Regions from separate parts of the Mus musculus genome. Here region 2 is linked to region 1. The links are chromatin contacts, called in public promoter capture Hi-C maps. All regions are on one chromosome and are shown on one strand. Each heading gives the region's core, a stretch centred on a gene start, on an enhancer-like site or on the middle of the called end of the contact. The rest is flanking DNA. Distances are from core to core; before and after follow the strand shown. Region 1 holds the start of Slc27a3 (solute carrier family 27 (fatty acid transporter), member 3). Region 2 holds the start of S100a14 (S100 calcium binding protein A14).

Region 1 (2,700 bases), core at 183-2,682:
GCACAGTCAGGAAAAGGGTCTGAGCTGTGTCCTGGAAAAATAGGTATTTTGGGGACTGGAAGGAGAGAAGCTGTGCCTGGGATGGTGTCCAGGGTGATCTGAAAGTGACAAGCGTCCCAGTCCTCTCCCCAGACCTTGCCACCCTCTGCCTCAGTGTCTGAGAAGTATTGTATCCAGTCCTCACCAGTAGTGCCAGAGGTGAAGATGTACAGGCAGGTGTCCATTATGTTCTGGGGGGCAGAGAGGTACCCCGGCACTGGCTCATCCACTTGGTCTGCTGCTTCCGATAGCAAATTGCTGATTCCAGCTACATTAGTTTCAGGGCCCGTCGCCCATAGGTGGAGCCCCATGGCTCTCAAGGCCGGCAGGTCCGGCTCCAGGGACTCCAGGAACTCTACAAGGGTAGGCAAACCCAGCTTCGAGGTTCTCCAGCTACTCTAAAGCCTTCCATCACCTGGTTGGTTTGCTCTGTCCTTGTGCAATGCTCTAGGGTGAGGGTGGCAATGTGGGGATCCCACGTCTTGCCTGGGACCTGTAATCCGACGGCTTAAGAATTCTTTGGGTCTAGCACATCCCTCCCCAAACCCAGGCCTCTTTCTTATTCCCACTCACTTCTGCACCTCGGGTCTAGGGAGCAGGCGCGCCCTCTCTGGCTCGCAGCCTTACCTGTGGCCAGCACGAGCGCACTCGCACCGCAGCTGCGGAGGCAGTGCAGCAGGGGTCCTCGGCGTAAAGCGGTGGGCACAAAGGCCGTGCGCAGGCCAGCTTTGGCCAGTCCGAACCAAATCCAAAGGAAATCCGGGCCCGCTGGGAGGAGCAGCGCCACGGTCGCCCCGGGTGCCAGAGGGGGCGCGGTCGTCCCTCTAGCAGCCGCATCTCCAGCCGGAGGCGCCACGCGTGCGCCTTCCTCAGTGCTGCCCCTGCCCGAGCCTCGGCGGCCCCCGGTCCAGCCCCGTGCGCGCAGAAAGGCGCGAGCAATCCGGTTGCTCTCGCGCTCAGCCTCCGCGTAGCTAAAGCGCTGCGCGCCGTGGATGAGGAAGGTGTGTGTCGGCTGCTCCCGGGCCAGGTACGCGAGACGCCAGGCCAGACTGCACCCGCTCTCAGAGCTTTCGGGGTCGGCGGCCGCTGCGGCCAGCGCGCGTGCTCGAAGGGCCCTTTTGCAGCGGAGGGCGCGAACTGTGAAGGCCAGGTCGGCCGGCAGCCAGCGCAGCTGAGGCCAGACGTCTAGCTTCAGCAGCAGAGGCAGGAGCAAGAGTAAGGGCAGCAGCAGCAGGAGGGCCGCCATGGTGCCCTTTTCCTCTAGTCCGTCCCAGCAGCTCACACACACTCCAGGTGGTCCTTCCTGAAACACTAAGCCAGCTTTGGTCCGGCTCGGACAACCTTTCTTCCCGGGAACGTGGCGCGCGTGCGCTGGCACCCGCCCTTCCCACCCAGCTTCTGCGGTGTGGCGCGGGAGCCAGGAGTGCGAGAGTCGGGGGCGGCCCGGCCCTCCCCACAACCCAGGCCCCGCCCTAGGCGCACACGCTCCGGAATTTGACCGCTGGTGGCCAGCAGCCTGTCGGGTCCAAAGAGGTGCCTACCCTCCAACCCCACAGCTGTGCATTTTCATGGCCACCTAAGCTATTGGCTGGCTTATAGTCCTGGTCCTGGAGCCATTCAATCCTTTGATTGTTCTTTGTCACCCATGATGGGATGGTACCACTGCTCTCTTCCTAAGGCGACTGAAGAATCTGGCCCCTGGCCAGGTCGGGTCTGCAAGTCTGGGCAAAACAGCTGCCTCCAGCTACCAGCAGCAATAGCAACCCCCCAGGGAATGGGTGGGGGAGCCTGAGAATTAAGTTACGGGAAAGGTGGAGGCCAATCTGCCAGACTTGTGAAGGGAAGCCCTTCATTTTAGGCAAGGATACAATAATTGGGACCAGGCAGCAAATGTTTCCCATCCTGGTTTTAATCGGTGCAGTGGAAACTGGGGATGGGAAGAGGAAGAAAAAAGAGGCCTCTTGGTGGTTTAGAGTTTCAAAAGTAGTGGCTTTAAAAGAGCATGGATTCTCAGAAGAGGAAAATGTCCAGGCTGAATCAATGGAGTGTGTGCACTAAACCTAGCCTTTACCTCTCCTCAGCAAGGCATCGAATGTCCCTGGACAGGGAAGCTGAAAGCATGATCTGGGACTATCCTCTGCTGCTATATGGGGACAGTAAGCAGTCAGACTGGAAGAGCGTCTCCTGCCCTGGCATTTGAGCTTTCATCCTCTCTCCTTCAAAACTCAACGTAGAGCACCCTTCCCTGCCTAAACCCCTGGGAACAGTGCACTTACTAAAGTGAGGGGCGAATGCTGGCTTTGGAGGATATGGAGGTCTTAGGTGTGTGGATTATGTGCACGCTTGAGTGCACTTGTGTATTCATGGGGTGGAGGCCCAAGGTACAAGTCAGGAATCCTAGATCACTCTCCACCTCATTCGTCAAGGTAGGCTCTCTCAGCTGAACCCTGAGCTCACTGATAGCTAGCCAGCCATCTGACTCCAGGGACCCAGTCTCTGCCTTCTGAGCTCTGGGATCATAGGCAAGCCACCATAGAACTCTGGTCCTCATTCGTGTGTGGCAAGTTTTTTATCTACTAAGTAACCCCTCCCCTCCCCTTCCCACCCCACCCCACCTCCTAAAGATGAAGTTCCCGAGAAGCAATGGGCAAGGCCAGCCAG
Region 2 (2,700 bases), core at 118-2,617, 140 kb after region 1:
ATGACAGGGAGAGGGAGCTGTGGTAGTTGGAGCATTTAGGGACAGAGTTTTCCCTCCCAAGTATCCTCTGACTTGAGGAGCAAGTGTTTTGTATAACTCACCACTAGAGAGAGTAGGGGTGTGGCAGTGATGTAAGCCCTGGGTTGTCACTGCTGTAACTGTGGATGTCCACTTGGGGCAGCTAGTCAACCAGAGAAAAATTAGCAGAGACAAATTCCCCATCAAGAGGCAGGAAAGAGGCCCCAGAGGGACCCCAGAGGGATGTCGGTAGACACATTTGAGAGGTTTTCCGAATTCCTGGCCCTTCAGATGACGAGACCCTTGTAGGGTCTCCAGATTGATGCCTTTCAGAGGTCTCTAAATGAGACATGTAGACAAATCCCTGATTGAGACCAGAAATACAGGAGCCCTCCAGCATGTGACACAGGAAGACTGTCTGGGCATATTCTCTGATTTCAGAGTAAGGAAGGGAATTTTGACTCTAGGTCCATGCAATCCTTCCACTGACTCCTCTGTCCTTCCACCTGTCTCTGCTTCCCTGTGGCTTTAGGCCCTAGGTCCTGGGCAGGTAGGAAGGCTAGTTGGGTTAGTCACAGTCCTAGGAAATACAGTTTAGGTTTCCCCTGGGGTGCCTGGGTAGTAGCTTGGAGGGCTGGTATTGAGATGCCGTTCAGGGAGAGGGTAGGACTTTGAAGGAGGGAGGAGGTAGCAGTGTAACCAGTTTGGAGAGGTGGTTACCTGCCAGGTAACTCCTTTGAGCTTGCACATGTGCACCCTGGGCTGCTGCAGGGTGCTGGCAGGACTTCAGGTGAAGGCTCAGTGCCTTCCCAGTACTGGGACACACTCCTCTGGCCTCTCCTTTCAACCTTTCATCTCTAGGCTGTCAGGACTGAGAGGCTTGACTCTAGGTTTCAGCAGGCCCGAGTGATCCAAGCCAAATTAGCTCTAGTTGGAAGGGAGAGGAGAAGAGAGATGCCAAAGCACAGAGATCCATGGGCCTCGTTCAAGCTTCTCCTTCCATAAGCTTCCGTTGATCAGCCCTTGCTTCTCTTTTGTCGACCCCCTCTGCTCCCCTGCATCATAGCTGCCTCAGGTTCTTACCCTCCTAGCTAAGATCCCCTCTGCATCTCCCTAGCTTTTCTTTTTCCTCTCCCTGTGACTCTGTAAGGTGATCTTGCGCCAGGGGCATCCCGTACCCAGCCCTCCACGGCTTCCTCCTCATGATAGGGGTGGGGACTGACTCTAGAGCTGTAGAGGGTGGGGCTCATAAAGCTGGCTCCCAGCCCAGGAGGCTGCAATAGCTGGGGTGGCTGAGGGATAAGGCCCTGGCCCTGCCCCGTCTCCCCTCCCTTCCCCCAGGTATAAGAGCAGAGCTCAGGTGAGCTGGCTCCTCCATCCTGTCTCCCAGCTGCCAGCAGGTAAGAAAGCTCAGCGCCTTCAACCTGGATGGGCTGTCCTTCTCCAGGGAGCAACCCATGCCTCTCTTGCCCAAGTCTTACAGGGGTGGCTGGAGGAGGTGGGAAGGAATGGAGCTGAGGGGGATTCCCTCTGAGTGAGTTGGCTTGGGGGCTGTGGCTTTGTCAGGGGCTGGATCAGTGAAGGTGAAGGCATATGTTGGGTGGAGCCAAACGTGGTCGTGAAAAAAAGAAGAATGAGCTTTCTTCTCACCTTAGGTCTCCCCCTCCTCTAGGTAGATCATGATCCATCAGCTCCTGTGGGGCAGGCTATAGGACAGACGACAAAACTCAACTCACAGAAGGAAGGACCAGTGTACCAGGAACGATGGGACAGTGTCGGTCAGCCAATGCTGAGGTGGGCCCGTTCATCTGGCCTGTCTTTCTGTTCTTACATTCACCTCTTCTGTTATGAGGGTTTGCGCCCCCTCACTGAATTCTGCTCTCTTCCTAGGCCTTGGCCTGTAGATATTGCCAGCAAGTCCCAAATCCCCTCCCTTGTGCCTACACAGGGTGATGCAAATGAATTTCTTCTGGAAATAGGATGTCTGGGCACATGCTAGAGCCTGCCCTGCCTGAGATCGGGGGTGTAGGGCTTGCCTAATCTTAAGGCAGAGGCCACTGTGCCCTAGACGCTGTGCCAGAGGAGAGGGAGTGGGCAGGATTCTGGCCTCTAGAGTGTCTTCTAGCCACTTTCTACCCTGTTGACTTTCCAGGCTCCTGAGAAGGGTTTTGTAGGGTGGGTGGGCCCTCCTCATGTGGGTTGTATCTCCTTCAGGATGCCCAAGAATTCAGTGATGTAGAGAGGGCCATTGAGACACTCATCAAGAACTTCCATAAATACTCTGTGGCGGGTAAAAAGGAAACACTGACCCCTGCTGAGCTTCGAGACCTGGTTACCCAGCAGCTGCCACACCTCATGCCGGTACTGAGGGAGTGGACCCTCCCCACCCCCCACCCATACCCCTGACTTCCCAAGCTAGTGCTCCAGGACCCCACCCCACTGGCATTGGGAACCCTGTATCTTTCCCCTTTGTGGACACCTGGTAGGTTCCTGTCCTACTACTTGCCCCAGGCCAGGGTGGGGCAGGAAGATCTGGAAGTGCTGCCTTGTTGAGTTTTGATGTCTTTCCTGTCCTCAGAGCAACTGTGGGTTAGAAGAGAAAATTGCCAACCTGGGCAACTGTAATGACTCGAAACTGGAGTTTGGAAGCTTCTGGGAGTTGATTGGAGAAGCAGCCAAGAG

The links. Capture Hi-C pulls out chosen DNA fragments and counts their contacts.
Region 2: a promoter capture Hi-C map of liver shows a contact between it and region 1. The contact joins the promoter of S100a14 here to the promoter of Slc27a3 in region 1. A contact is called at or near these places in 7 of 39 promoter capture datasets (the C10 cell line, cranial neural crest, frontonasal cranial neural crest and 4 more), 1 of 115 datasets of contacts at active chromatin or transcription factors (embryonic stem cells) and 3 of 9 other capture datasets (adipose tissue, liver and pancreatic islet).

What each region holds. Positions count from the first base shown.
Region 1 is chr3:90,388,506-90,391,205 of GRCm38.p6, forward strand. Slc27a3 (solute carrier family 27 (fatty acid transporter), member 3) reads right to left here and starts at 1,433. Exons shown (of 10, transcript NM_011988.3): 1 at 667-1,433; 2 at 185-394. The coding sequence starts at 1,285.
Region 2 is chr3:90,525,482-90,528,181 of GRCm38.p6, forward strand. S100a14 (S100 calcium binding protein A14) reads left to right here and starts at 1,368. Exons shown (of 4, transcript NM_025393.4): 1 at 1,368-1,418; 2 at 1,691-1,812; 3 at 2,233-2,379; 4 at 2,597-2,700. The coding sequence starts at 1,783.